Linked DNA regions of Mus musculus: all the other regions are linked to region 1. Evidence: chromatin contacts called from public ChIA-PET and promoter capture Hi-C data. All regions are on one chromosome and are shown on one strand. Each heading gives the region's core, a stretch centred on a gene start, on an enhancer-like site or on the middle of the called end of the contact. The rest is flanking DNA. Distances are from core to core; before and after follow the strand shown.

Region 1 (2,691 bases), core at 133-2,632:
TCTCACTTCTCACAAAAGGACCCCTGCCTTTTTTACAAGCAGATTCTGCAGGGATTCTTTATTGGACAGACAGAACCTCGAGCTTGCATGCCATTTTCCCCTGTGAATTCACGAAGCAAGGATGGTTTCTTTAAGGTCAGGGTGCTGCGAAGACTGTAAGAAAGTCAAGTCACAACCTCGGGCCCTAGTCACAAGTGTGCCTAGAGAGGCACTGACATTTCACTCACAGGACTGGCAACAAATGCTTTCGGGGGGCGGGGGGGGGAGGAAAAATGACTTTGGAAACTCCTGTTTTCTCTTTACCAGTCATTAAATTATACATTATCCACCTTACACGCAAACATCCAAGGGGCAGTTGACATCCCAGGGCCTGAGATGATAGACAGACACAGCTTCTGGCCCCCACCGAACTGATGAAGGCTAGTTTTTTTTGTTTTTTTTGTTTTTTTTTTTTGCTTGGAGAGATAGAGACCCATCTCTTTGTTCCCACCCACATTTGTGGCTGTTGCAGAAGATAAACCCCTCCCTCAGCCAGGGCTGTGGCCAGAGGTTAACCTAGACCCAAGCTACGTTTGAGAGGACAGATAACTGAAACCACACAAGGCTTTGGAATCCTGAGAAACGAGAAATCTACCAACGGAGAAGGATTTACTATCTGTTTCCTCTAAGGCGGGTGCAAAGTTGTTCTAACAGTTTCCGTTAGTTACAGGGGTACCAACTGGCCGCTCCTCCCCAACAGGCGGTTTTGTTCAATTAGCTTCCTTTTTTTTTTTTTTTTTTTTTTTCTTTTTCTTTTTTTTGGCGCCAGTTCCTGCGACAGAAACTGCTTGAGGGAGAATCCTCGGGGGTGTTCTCTGAGGTTTCCTTCCTCGTCCCATACAGTCATCTGAGGTGGGACAGAGGACTGTCGCAGGGCAGAGGTCCTTCATTGCCAGGAGGGGAAAGGCAGGGGGAATTCCCCTACTTTCTTCTCATCCAGTTGCAGGGTACCGCTGCTTGCCACAAAAACCCCAAGAAGGCTTTCTTTTGCCTATTCATATTGTCTATCGTGTGCCAGGTCCTGTGCTGAGCTGGGGTGGCGGAACACCGAGAGAACGCGTGGCTCTGGGGCAGCGCCCGGGTCCAGCCTCGGCTCACACCGGGAAGTCAGAGGCTGCTCACGGCAGGGGACTGGGGTGAGAGCCCCGACCCGGGAGCGCAGCGCCCGCGCACAAACTGCTGGCGAGTCAAGAGGCCTACTCCTCAGGTGTCACCACGCCGGGAAGGTGCGACTCACCGCCGCCGCCTCGGCCCCCGCCCTAGCTGGGGTCAACATGGCCGCCGAGGAGGGGGGCGGGGCGCTCCGAGTCCGGGCAGGAGCGGGGCGGGGCCGCCGTCGGCCGAGCCGGCGCGCAGGCGCGGCACGGACGGGACCCGGATGGAGGCGCTGAAGTTGGAGCTCCGCGGGGGTGGTCTGGACGCGCGGGCGCGGAGGATCCGGCGCCAGCTCTGCAACTCTGGAGTCCTCCGGGGAGGGAAGCTGTCAAACGCAGGCCGAGAGAAATTAGGCGGAGGCTGTAGAGAAGCGAGGAGCCCCGCCCCTCCGCCATAGCAGCCTCCGGCGCCGCCTCTTCCTTTGCAGCCTCCGGCCCTCGTCTGCTTCCGGCCCCGTTGCCTGGCCCGGCCCCGCGATTCCCCCGGGACGAAGCCCTGGGCCGTGGCTCCCTTGGGGTGAGGGTCACTGTCCCGTCCTGGGTAGGAACTGTGTCCGAAAAGAGCAGGCTGGAACGGGCTCCCAGTATGGCAGGGCTTAGCAGAAGGAGGCGGCTCGCTCCACGTTGCCTCTGGGTCATAACGCAGCACCCATTTGAGAGTATTAGCCTTCCGCAGAAAATCCAGGACTCCAGTTCAACAGATCTTTCCCAGTTAGGGCCCATCACCATAAGCTTCCAGCAACAACATGTGCTACAGTTGGAGAAAGTTCTGGGCTAAGCCTTGGATGTCCTGGCTGGACAAGGAATGCATACCCTTTGTTTATGGCAAAAAGCTCTCCTGACTGTGGACATAGGTTTTAGAAAGCAGTGCGTGAGGAGCTTTAAGTGGTGGGCGTGTCACTTGGCTCCAGTGAGCCTCAGTTTTCACATCCATAAAATGGCGATGGTAATTACACAGTCTTACTGGTGTCTAATGAGATCTCTGGAGCCTATTTCACGGGTAAATTAAAGAAAAATGAAACTGGTTGGTTCTAAGCATCCGGCCAGTTAAGAGTCTGATTTGGCAAGGGGCTTCTTTCAAAGGGGTGTTGGCAAAATAGCTAGAGAGATAATTGACTGTCTTGATTTTACTTTGTTTAACTTGAGTGTGGGTTGCATCTCCTGTGGCCACTGATGCCAGAGTTTGAAAGAGGGAAGGACTGAGAATCAAGATGCAGAGGTGGATTCAGTACTTTTCCTCTCTCTGCCTCCTTTGTGCGTGCGGATTGGAGGCCAGGGAAAAGAGAGGGAGGGAGGGAGAGATTGATTGAGTTTGAGTTGGGTGTCCATGTTTCTGTCATTTATTTGGGTTTAGTGAATCCAGTGTTGGAGATATCGTGGGTAGTCAGAAAATGCTGTTTCCTGCGGCTTAACTTTAAACTGAATTGTCCTAAATAAACCGACATGGAGTTGGGAGGTGAGGGGGCCTCCTTTTCTCCCGGTCTCCTGGTGATGAAGT
Region 2 (2,691 bases), core at 142-2,641, 460 kb before region 1:
AGTGTTTTAACAAGTTTATGTTTTCTTATGGAGTGGCTTACCTTTCAGAGTAATCACACCCAGCTGACCATCCCCTCAGCCTCCGGGCTGCTGCCTCCTTAAAACAGAGCTTCCTGGTTGGTTTCCACCCTGTTATCGGGAGCCCAGCCTCCATGCTCACGGGTATTTTTCTTCGTAAAGTTTATAAAGTTATTTATATGACTCTTTGTTAAGTCGACTGGTTTGTATTGCCTATTTTGATTACAGAATAAAACATTTAACAAACACTCCGGTTTCCTAGTGCCTCCCAGCGTCCCCTGCCAGCCTGCCTGTGACTCTTTTGAAGTGAGTTTAGGCAGATCCAGTGTGGAGGCTCAGTCTTCCCACTTCTGCTCTGGGTGGCGACAGATTAGTCTCTGCCCACACTCCTGTGTTGCAGAGAGCAACCGCCGCCAGTTGTCACTACAAAGTTGCACACCTCTCAGAGGTCAGCAGCTTCTGGGTTTCTGTGGCTTTGAGGAAATGACTTCCCCAGAAGCAGACAGGCAGTTTGCCTCAGCAGGCAGCAGAATTGTGTTGTTCCTGCGCCATTATTTATGTAGCCCCAGGTCTACTCTTGGGGCCTATAGTGAACCTGACAGAGCTTGATCCACAGTTGGAATGGGTGCTGGACTCTCTTCCATCTCATTAGCTGAATTCTTAAAGTTCAAAGATGTGGGGTGTCATTTGCAATGTAAAGGTAGAGTTAAGTTGGGATCACCCCAAAAATAGCTGTGCCAAGGGCCAGTGCAAGCCAGGTTAAGTCGGGGCACCAGCCTTTGACTCCGCACACTAGCACGCTCGCTGTCCCGCAGCCTACTTCCTCCCCCTGGCTCCTGAAGGGTGTGAGCCGCTCCCCCACCCCCTCGCTTACAGCCACCACCCCTTTCTTGTCTGAGCCTGTTTGAGTGGAGAGGTGCTTTAGAGAAAATGTCCTGGCTGCACTGGCCCTCCCCGCCCTCCAGCGCCCCACCACAGCTTTCCCCCCGGCCCTTGCTGTCTAAGCTTGCGAACTGACCCGCCTTCCAAAGTTCCATACTGAGCTGTGCTATTAAGAGACCGGGAGACCTGGGTGGCACTGCTTTGGCCACTGAATGTACACAACCCGGGTAGACTGGGGAAAGCTTTTAACTGAACCGGTCCGCCTGCCTTCCCAGCTTTTTCTGCCTTTTAGCCGGTCCCCAGCATGGGGCTGAGGGGGAAGTGGGGGAGCCAAGTAGCTGCAGAGGACAGGGGTCCTCCCGGCTCCAGGCCACGGAGCAGGGCGGGGTCATGCAGGCCCCGCCTTACCCGCCTGCGCAGCTCATTGGTCCCGAGAGCAGTGACTCGCGGGCGGAGCAGGAAGGAAACCGCTCCCAAGCGCGGCGGCGGCAGCGTAGTTCCTAGCCGTGCAGCTGCCGCTCCCACCGTCCCTCAGTTGGTCTGTGTCCCCCGCCTGCAGCATGAGTGGCCTGCGCGTCTACAGCACGTCGGTCACCGGCTCCCGAGAAGTAAGTGTGTGCCTGGGCCGGCGCCCGGAGAGGGTGGGCCGTCTCTGTGCTCCGACCAGCGCCCGGGAGCCGCCCCCACGATGGAAGCAGTGAGGTGCGGGGTATGGCCTCCCAGGTCTGGTCCAAGGGCTGGGCCCAGCCTGAACCCCCGCACCAAGGGCCCCTCGGCATCCCCAGCGTGAGCTGCCCACGCTCATTCCCCCAGTATAGGGCCATCCATTCTCTTGCACCAACCCCCGACCGCTTTAATCCCGCTTCCTCTCCACTGTGCGGCTGTGGAGGAGGAGATGTGTCTTGTAGAGAGGGCCTGCCCCTCGCCGAGTCTAGCTTCCCTGTCATGCACAGAACTTGCCCGTCTTCTTTCTGAAACTCTAGTAGTTTACCTGTCTATCCTTGGACCCTTCCCATCCCTTAGTGGCCAGAACCTCCCCTCAGAGTGGGCAGGATAGAAGCTGTTGCTCACACCCGAAGGAATTCCTCCCACAAATCCTTCAGCTTGCCTGCCAACCCTGTCAATCCTCCGCCCCTAGATCAAGTCCCAGCAGAGTGAGGTGACCCGCATCCTAGATGGGAAGAGGATCCAATACCAGCTAGTGGACATCTCCCAGGACAACGCCCTTCGAGATGAGATGCGAACCTTGGCTGGCAACCCCAAAGCTACCCCACCTCAGATTGTCAACGGGAACCACTACTGTGGGGTATGGGGTTTGGGTTCTGGGAGGTGTTGGAGGACTGCAGCCAGGGTCAGACCTGGGCAAACAACTGGGGTGCCCTGCACCTCGACTCAGGTGACTGCCTCCCTTCCTCAGGACTATGAACTCTTCGTGGAGGCCGTGGAGCAGGACACACTGCAGGAGTTCCTGAAGCTGGCCTGAGTCAGGATGGCCACCGATCCTATCCAGCTAGCTCTTCACCAGGCCTTGTAACCAACTCCTTGTCGTCCTAATCTGCAAACCCAGACCCAGACCCTTTCCGCAGCCGCCTCCTCTTCCTCCAGAGGCAACATTCCTTATTCACCAACTAGTCTCAAAAGATTGTCTTAAGCCCTGACGATGGCTGTCCCCAGCCACACCTTGGGGCATCCTCTCTGCCTGGCCCTGTCTGATGAGCATTTCTGTTGCTTCCATCAGCCAGAGCTCTGCCAAAGGCCCCGCATCCCCATCCTAGGAGTGCCCTAGAGACA
Region 3 (2,691 bases), core at 68-2,567, 420 kb before region 1:
CCATAGAACCAATGGTAGGATCCATCCACCATTTCCCACGACTTCTACATCCACTCCACTCTCTTAGCTCCCTTCTCTTGTCTGATCATTTGCTTGCCTGTGTGTTTTCAGACAGAGTCCCAGGTAGCCCAGGCTGGCCTCAAAGTCACCATTTAGATATAACTGCCCTTGATCGTCTCCTGGGCTCTACCCTGAGTTCTGGGATTACAGGGACTCAATCTTTAAAACAAAACACAATTGCCATTTATATAACAGTTGCTAGAGTTAGGCATTATCAATATACAGGGCTTTTTGGTTGTTTTGGCTTATTTTTGTTTTGAGCCAGAATATTTTTATTTATTTATTTATTTATTTATTTATTTATTTATTTATTTATTTATTTATTTATTTTTGAGACAGGGTTCTCTGTGTAGCCCTGACTGTCCTGGAACTGACTCTGTAGACCAGGTTGGCCTCGAACTCAGAAATCTGCCTGCCTCTGCCTCACAATTGCTGGGATTAAAGGCGTGCGCCACCACACCTAGCCTGAGCCAGAATCTTAACTATGTAGTTCAATCTTGGAACTTGGAACTCACTATGTAGCCCAGGCTAGCCTCAGACTCATAGAGACCCACCTGCTTCTGTCTCCTAAGAGCTGGCATGCTTTTTATTTTAATGATTTTTTTAATTGTATATGCATTGATATTTTGCCTGCATGGGTGTCTGTGTGAGAGTGTTGGACTCCCTGGAACTGGAGTTACAGTTGTGAGCTGCCATGTGGGTGCTGGGAATTGAACCTGGGTCCTCTGGAAGAGCAACCAGGGCTCTTAATCTCTGAGCCACCTCTCCTGCCCCTTGTTGGCTCTTTTTAAAGTAAGTGATTAGTCAGCAGTGTGATGTAGGGCTGCAATTCCAGAATTCAGAGGTTGAGGCAGGAGCAGCTTGAATGTAAACCCATCCAGAGTGACATAGACCATGTCTCAAAATACAAAGATAAAAAAATAAGGCTTATCACTGCAGCATACTTTTTTTTTTTTTTTTTTTTGAGGGGGATGTTAAAGACTTGTAAATTCAGCCTCAGGCCTGAGGTCTGAGTTGTCAAATCATGAAAACAAGATTCCTTCCCAGGACACAGGGCTCCAAGCCTGGAAACCATCCATCCATCCTGCCCCGTGTCTCCATGTTGCTCTGTATGCCCTGCCTGTGCTTCTTTTGAGAACTGACAACTCATCTACAGGAACCTCAAGGCTAGTTTCATCCACCCCCAGGTTTGAAAGAAGGAAGCTCCTTTCCCCGCCCCTAGGCCCTCCTTCCTCCCGCCTCCTCCCTTTCTCTTCTGCAGAAAAAGCAGCCAGGTTCAAAGTGGCCTGCAGACTGTCCTGAACTCATCTCTCAAAGCTGCTACAGAGCCCAGGAAGATTTCAGGATGAAGAGCTTCCTCCTCTTCCTCACTATCATTCTTCTGGTTGTGATTCAGGTAAGGACAGCTCCTCCTAGAGTCACTGCAGCTACCACCAGGTCTTAGCTTAATGGTTTGGTCCAGGTTCTGGGGAAGGAATGCAGGTTCTCGGTGGTGGTGGTGGGGACCCTTGCCTTCTACCACAGGGACAGAGATAGATGGTCGCCAACTGGAAACCAGGGATCTAGGAGGGCCTATATGGCTGGGTTTCTACTCCTCACAGGCGCTATCAGACTGGCCTCAGAGAGGGAAATCTCAGAAGGTGTCTGATGTGTGAAGCTACTCAGAGGGTTCTGGGTAATTCTGGATCAGGAGAGGAAGCCCTGATGAGGAGAGCCGCAGAAGTGGCCCTTTTGAGAGGGCTGGAGAGAGGTCTAATAGACTGCCATAGGTGACCGAGGGTCCCCTGCCCCTGCCATAGTGAATTGTGGGTGTGCAGGAATACAGAGACAGAAGTCTCCCATATACTCTGCAGATCAACTGCCACCCTGGGAGGCATCCTTTGTGGCACTATGTACGCAGAGAGGCCTGATTAGCACAGGGAATGGAGCCATCAAGTTCTTGATCAAGAACATCTAGACCATGCATCAAGGCAGTTTGATGGCCACCAAAACTAGTTTGATGACCATCAAGGGCAACTTCAGTTACTGCCCGATCAAGCATCAAGGACAGCTTGTCACCTGCCATCCCCACCCCACCCTCTGCCAGGGGCCTTACTCAGGCCCGTCACGTGTGATACTCTGGACCATGGTGGACTCTGATCACCAGGAGATGAGGAAACCGAGGCTCTGGGAGGGGAAGCCCACATTTGGGTTTCTGTTTCCCTCTTTGCTGGAGGATCTGGCAGCCTGAAAAGTGGTGGGAAGTTTCGAGGTGGAAGAATGACAAACATGGGGGCTGCCTTTCCCTTGCCTGTGATGAGGTGGGAAGCCAAACATCTCAACAGGGCTGATGGCAGTTTTATGGAAGCCTAGAGTTGAAGAAAGGGAACAAAGGGGCAGGAGCCCTCAACAGAAGGTTCAAATCCTACTGAGCAGCGCTTCTCTTGCAGATACAAACAGGATCCTTGGGACAAGCCACTACGGCCGCTTCTGGTACTAACAAAAACAGCACCTCCACCAAAAAAACCCCCTTAAAGAGTGGGGCCTCATCCATCATCGATGCGGGTGCCTGCAGTTTCCTCTTCTTTGCCAATACCTTAATGTGCCTCTTCTACCTCAGCTGAGGTGAAGGCGCAGCTTCTGAAGCCCCGT
Region 4 (2,691 bases), core at 67-2,566, 390 kb after region 1:
CTCATTTCATGGAAGCAAACCTTCTCAAAAGCATAGCTTTTGCCTTCCCTAAACATTTGTCCACACCTTCTGTTGGCTAATAGTCTTAGGTGATGAGGAATTGAATCTAGCTGTACTAAGCCATAGCTTCTAGCCAGAATGAAGTGCTTAGCCCCTATCTGACAGGTCTGCTTCACCTGCAGAAACAATATGCCTGAGTATGGAAAACAACCCCCACTCTGGTCCCAGTCAAACCATACACACACACACACACACACACAAAGAGGAGCTGTAACATATATATATCTCCTCCAGCCCGCTGTTCCAATAAAACAGTCTCAGTCTCAGCCTGTTGAAACAATCTGTTTGCCTTTCTGCCTCATTTTTCTTACACCTTCCTATAGCCTGGTTCCCTTCTTGTCTTCCAAACCCATCCCACCCACTCCTCACCGCATAACATTCCACTTCCATGTCTCTCTGATTATCCCTCTGAAAAATCAAAAGATTCCAAGACTGGAGCCTGGCCACTTTGTGTTCTTGAGTGTGATCTTAGACAAGTGCTAACTGCCGAGTTTTCTATAAAGCAAAAAAGGACCTGGCTTAGTGATGTACCCTTTTAAATCCCAGCACTTGGGAGGCAGAGTTAAGAGTTCAATGTCAGCCTGGTCTACATAGTGACAGACAGGGCTACATAGTGAGACCCTGTTTCAAAACAAAAACAAACATGTGCCCCAAAACACGAACAATAAAGAGATTTAGATAAGTCTTGGATGATATTCTCTACTGCACATAGTGACCTCAAGTTTCCTGTCTTGGCACTTCTGCATCCGTGCTCTCCCCAGGCCCAAGGCTGCTCCCTCCCATACACACCAAGTGTACGTGTCTCCCATACACACCAAGATTTTAGTTTGACCTCCCTTTTTACACCATCACGTAACAGACTATTATGTAACTCATGCCACAGACTAAAAAGGACAAAGGAAATCTACAAAGACTTGCGTTTGAATCGTTGCTCACTTCATTTCTAAGAGCCTTTGTCTCTGATTTGTTTTCTGGGGGAAACAACTAAATTTGCACGTCTAATCAGTTTATAGACAGTAGTACCAATGAATATCACATGCTTGGCACCTAAGAAGTGATCAATAAAGAGTGCCTGCACCACGTGCCGGCATGCGGAACCGCGGTTGGTTGTGGGTTCCCGGGGCTCGACTGAGAGCTTCCTGAGGTCCACGGAAATGCTCCGCTACAAACACGGGAAAGAGGCTAAACTAGCCGGGCCCAGAAGGACAAGGCTCCAATTCCCCGGGGGAAGATCGACCGAGAGGACACTCCGCCTCCCGGAAGTGATGACACAGGGGCGAGCGGCGGCGCGGTCGGCCTTCCCGAGCGGGACGCGCGCGGGATGGCGGAAGCGGAAGGGAGTTCTCCGCTTCTGTTACAGCCGCCGCCGCCCCCTCCTCGGATGGCGGAAGTAGAAACGCCGACGGGGGCCGAGACGGACATGAAGCAGTACCACGGGTCCGGTGGCGTTGTCATGGACGTGGAGCGGAGCCGCTTCCCCTACTGCGTGGTGTGGACACCCATCCCGGTGCTCACGTGAGTGTCTTCCGATGTCAGCGCGAAGTCGCCGAGGGCCCGAGCATCCTCCGGGGTGCCATGCTAGCTTTTTTTTCCCCAGACTTGCAGCAACCCGTACTCCGGGCCAGGCTAGCCCCCAGTCCCCTAGAGCTCTCGTCACCTATGAGGTGCGCGGTCCCCTTGGATGTGGGGCATAGTTCCGGCCCTGGTTCCCCCAGGTCTAACTGGAGAGGAGGAGAAGTGTAGATCAGCAGCAAAGATCTGGTCATTAGCACGCCCTTAAGCTGCAGGCGTACAGAAAAGACCCTTAATCATTGTCTGAAGAGGCATCGTCATTCATTCCCCGTTGGTTTTTGTTTTTGTTTTTTCACTCATTGAGCAAACGAGCGCGTACTTGTCGTCTGTTATGCACAAGACGTTTCGCCTTTAGAAACAGAACTGAGTGTTTGATCGAAGCCACACTGGTTCGTGGAATGTCAGCATTGGGAGGTCCGTGCTGGCGTTTTTCCCCCTACATCATTTGAGTTACAAAGCAGTCTCAGCGACCTAGGTATCTGCCTCCCAGTGGAAGAATGCAGCTTACAACCCTCCTACCTTAATCCTAACAGTCTGGACAGTTTACAAGCTTTATTTTCTGTAGTAGAAATCCCCTTCCCCCATGGGGAAGCTGAGTTCCTTTGTAACATCGTCTTGGTCCGTTGACTATCCCAGCAAGAAGATATTCAGAAGCCAGTTAGTTCACTGACTATATATAACTCATCTTTCAGCTGTGGCATCCTACCTCTCACCTGAGGAGGTACTCTTTTCTTTCCTTCTATCAAAATCAGCTACCAGGCACGGGGATCCATACTTTTAACCATAGCACTTGGAGGCAGAGGCAAGCAGATGTCTGTGAGTTGGAGGGCAGCCTGAATTATATGGTAGGAGTTCCAGGCCAGCCAGGCATGTATAGTGAGCCCCAATCTCAAACAAACAAACAAACAGAGCCAAGTTGTGTGGAGAAGGAATATTTTTAGTCTCAAATGTTTCTGATCTTCAAATCATTTTAATCTTTCGATTTTGTATTTATTTATTTTATTGGTTTTGACTGAGACATGAGCTTGATATGTAGCCCTGGCTGGTCTGGTATTTATT
Region 5 (2,691 bases), core at 71-2,570, 300 kb after region 1:
TTAAGGACCAACAAAAAGGAGGGAGAGGCTGCCCGCCCGCGTTGCAGAAGTGGTTCATTCAGAGCCTGAGAAGCAGAACCTGGTAACAAGTGGGGCAAGAAGCTCACCTATCTGGTGGTGGCAGCAACAGCACCATCATGCACTTACCTATCTTCATGAGGCAGGCCAGGAGAATCCAGAGGGAGATCTCAAAGGGTGTGCGCACGTGAGGGTAGTCAATGTCCAGGACTGGGAAGGCCTTCCGAGATGGCTTACCGCCATGTTCAATGATTAAGTTGGTCAAATTGTGGTCATCTGGGCGATGGAGAGGCTCTGATGGTGCCGTGGTGACATCCCCAATTGAGCGTTCCCGGGGTGGTTCAGAACCTCTGATGGTGCTGGCAGTAGGGCTGTGCTGGAGGCCGTGGCTCCTGAGAACAGGTAGCAGTCCCACCAAGGCAACCACCACCAGCAAGGAGGGGAAGATCCGAGGTGGATGAAATCCCCAGACGCCGGACCACCGAAGCATCATACTGATCCCCCAGCCTAGGAGGCCTCAGCCCTTAGCGAAGTGCGTGTAAGACCTGGGACATAGGTAGCAAGGAGTCCTGCAGATGGGGTGAGACTGGGGCAATCTCTAGGAAAAGTTCATGTTTTAGAGAAGTATTTTCGTTTTCTAGAGATTCACAATCTCAAAGTCCAAACTGCAAAAAGGGGTTAAGTACCTTGGAGGGACTAAGGAGGAAACCGAAAGGATCTAGAACTTCAGGCTGAGAGAAGGAAATCGGGGAAACTGCGTCCTGAAGAGAGGGGAAGGGCCGGATAGGCTGGACCACGGGCAAGGGAAAGGAGGAAGAAGGATAGGACCTTTGGCTAAGGAAAATCACCAGGGTGCTGGAACTCGGCTAAAGGGGAGGGGTAAGGAGCCTGGGCTAAAGACGGAAAAGGGTGAGACCCACTCCGCAGGGAAAGGCGAGAGAAGGCTGGAAGGCCAGCCTGGGATAAAGGAGTATAGCAGGAAAAAGGCTGGGGCTTTCCCACCCACAGGAGAGCCAGGGTCCAGCCGCGCCGGGCTGAGATTCCGGGGAAATGGAGGGAGGCGGAAGACAGAGGCAGACGGCCTGGCGGGAAGGTGCCTCGGCGCAGGCTGGAGGCGGCTCGCAGTGAGCCAGCAGCAACACACCCCTCCTTAAGACCCCGGTGCAGAGCTGTGTTCCACCCCGGCCCAGCGGCAGCTCCTTCGGTCAGCTCCAGCTCCACTTCCAGACCTGACACAGCCCCGGGTCCCGCGGTAGCGGACTGATGCCTCGCTGAGCACAGCGCAGCCATTTATAGGCACCAACGAGTAGCAGGCGCAGCAAGCTAGAGAGACCTGTCAGCGCCCGCGCGGTGCAGCGGCCCCTGTCGCCCAGGGAAGGAAGTGTCACGTAAGAAGAGGAAGCCGAGACCTAAATTGGAAAAAAAAAAAAAAAAAAAAAAGTACAATCTAACACGAGTGACATACTGTACTATCTACAAAGTGTTTTCTTGTTAGCATGTGACTTTGAACAAGTTATTTAGCCTCTCTGTTTCACAGCTTTCTCAACTGTAAGGTGGAGATGGATAGCTATAACAAAAGGATAACAAGATGGTTAAATGAGGTGATCTATGAGAAATGTTTAGAATGAAAGGGATGGGATCGTGGTTCAGAGGTAGAGTGCTTGTCTACCATTGGTTCCTATGCCCAGTGTCACAAAATAAAGTTAAATGAATGAATGAAATGGGCTAGAAATCTGCACTCTGTATGTTCCCAAGCATTGACCTGTGCTGAGGACCGTGTGAGCTGAAATCCGTTCCTGCATCCCAGCCACAGGTGCTTTGATGGCAATGTATTGGCTTCCCTTGACTGTGGCGGCATAACCCCAGCCTCCCTGTATCCGTCTTTAGGTCCAAATTTCCCCCTTTAAAAGGACTCCAAGCAAATTGAATTAGGAATTGGCCCTAATGGCGTACCTTACCTTGATCAACTTCAAAAACCCAATCTGAGCCACGAACGGTGGGAAACTGTAATTCCAGCATTTGGGAAACTAAAGAAAGAGGAATTTTTAACTCAACGTCAGCTTGTGTAACAAAGTGAGTTCTAGACCAGGCTGAGGTCAGTAGGGAGACCCTGTCTCAAAGAGATTTAAAACAACAACAACAACAACAAAACCCCTCATCTAAATAAAGCCACATTCTCGGGCACTGAGGGGTGGGCAGGGGTAGGACTTCAGCTTCTTTTGAAAGGGCGTGTTTCAACTCATAACAGTAGTGAAACAACCAAAAAGTAAGAGGCTGGGTATTGTTTTTGTCTGTCTGTCTATCTGTCTGTCTGTCTGTCTGGTTTAAAGAGAAAAGAAGGATTTTTATTATCTGCAGACAGAAAACAGCTTCCAGAAGGGGCATGTTCTGTTTTGTGCGAAAGGCTACATTCTTACAATGTAGCCCAGCTGGCTTCTAATTTTTGGCAATCCTCCTGCCTCTCCCTCTCAAGTGGGATTACTGGTATGCACCACCACACACAGCCGGAACTGGAATTTGAATGAATGATATTGATTAGAGTTCAGAAAGGTCGAGACATTGTGTCTACATGGTGCAATCATGAGAACTCTTCCCCCCCCCCTCAGAAGTAGGATCTGAACACAGAACCCTGTGCGTGCTAGGTAAGCACACCACCGCTGAGCCCAGACTGAG

What was found. Promoter capture Hi-C pulls out the DNA fragments that hold promoters and counts their contacts. ChIA-PET counts read pairs in DNA pulled down with a chosen protein or histone mark.
Region 2: a promoter capture Hi-C map of second pharyngeal arch cranial neural crest shows a contact between it and region 1. The contact joins the promoter of Sh3bgrl3 here to the promoter of Pigv in region 1. A contact is called at or near these places in 13 of 39 promoter capture datasets (the SN4741 cell line, cranial neural crest, embryonic stem cells and 9 more), 1 of 484 Hi-C or Micro-C datasets (the N1E-115 cell line), 2 of 115 datasets of contacts at active chromatin or transcription factors (embryonic stem cells and extraembryonic endoderm stem cells) and 1 of 9 other capture datasets (liver).
Region 3: a contact with region 1 is called in an RNA polymerase II ChIA-PET map of memory CD8 T cells, with 719 read pairs. The contact joins the promoter of Cd52 here to the promoter of Pigv in region 1. A contact is called at or near these places in 6 of 39 promoter capture datasets (the C10 cell line, the HPC-7 cell line, cranial neural crest and 3 more), 1 of 484 Hi-C or Micro-C datasets (the N1E-115 cell line), 7 of 115 datasets of contacts at active chromatin or transcription factors (bone marrow-derived macrophages, effector CD8 T cells, epiblast stem cells and 4 more) and 1 of 9 other capture datasets (macrophages).
Region 4: an RNA polymerase II ChIA-PET map of memory CD8 T cells shows a contact between it and region 1, with 24 read pairs. The contact joins the promoter of Tmem222 here to the promoter of Pigv in region 1. A contact is called at or near these places in 2 of 115 datasets of contacts at active chromatin or transcription factors (memory CD8 T cells and pancreatic cancer cells).
Region 5: an RNA polymerase II ChIA-PET map of memory CD8 T cells shows a contact between it and region 1, with 46 read pairs. The contact joins the promoter of Slc9a1 here to the promoter of Pigv in region 1. A contact is called at or near these places in 1 of 484 Hi-C or Micro-C datasets (granulocyte-monocyte progenitors), 2 of 115 datasets of contacts at active chromatin or transcription factors (memory CD8 T cells and pancreatic cancer cells) and 2 of 9 other capture datasets (liver and pancreatic islet).

What each region holds. Positions count from the first base shown.
Region 1 is chr4:133,671,338-133,674,028 of GRCm38.p6, reverse strand. It overlaps Pigv (phosphatidylinositol glycan anchor biosynthesis, class V), which reads left to right and starts at 1,382. Exons shown (of 4, transcript NM_178698.5): 1 at 1,382-1,710.
Region 2 is chr4:134,127,433-134,130,123 of GRCm38.p6, reverse strand. It overlaps Sh3bgrl3 (SH3 domain binding glutamic acid-rich protein-like 3), which reads left to right and starts at 1,391. Exons shown (of 3, transcript NM_080559.2): 1 at 1,391-1,508; 2 at 2,039-2,206; 3 at 2,318-2,691. The coding sequence starts at 1,461. The coding sequence ends at 2,383. Cep85 (centrosomal protein 85) reads left to right here. Exons shown (of 14, transcript NM_144527.3): 14 at 1-266.
Region 3 is chr4:134,093,699-134,096,389 of GRCm38.p6, reverse strand. Cd52 (CD52 antigen) reads left to right here and starts at 1,317. Exons shown (of 2, transcript NM_013706.2): 1 at 1,317-1,456; 2 at 2,490-2,691. The coding sequence starts at 1,406. The coding sequence ends at 2,663.
Region 4 is chr4:133,276,415-133,279,105 of GRCm38.p6, reverse strand. It overlaps Tmem222 (transmembrane protein 222), which reads left to right and starts at 1,316. Exons shown (of 6, transcript NM_025667.3): 1 at 1,316-1,575. The coding sequence starts at 1,382.
Region 5 is chr4:133,368,364-133,371,054 of GRCm38.p6, reverse strand. Slc9a1 (solute carrier family 9 (sodium/hydrogen exchanger), member 1) reads right to left here and starts at 1,320. Exons shown (of 12, transcript NM_016981.3): 1 at 148-1,320. The coding sequence starts at 511. Mir5122 (microRNA 5122) reads right to left here and starts at 1,279; the gene lies at 1,191-1,279.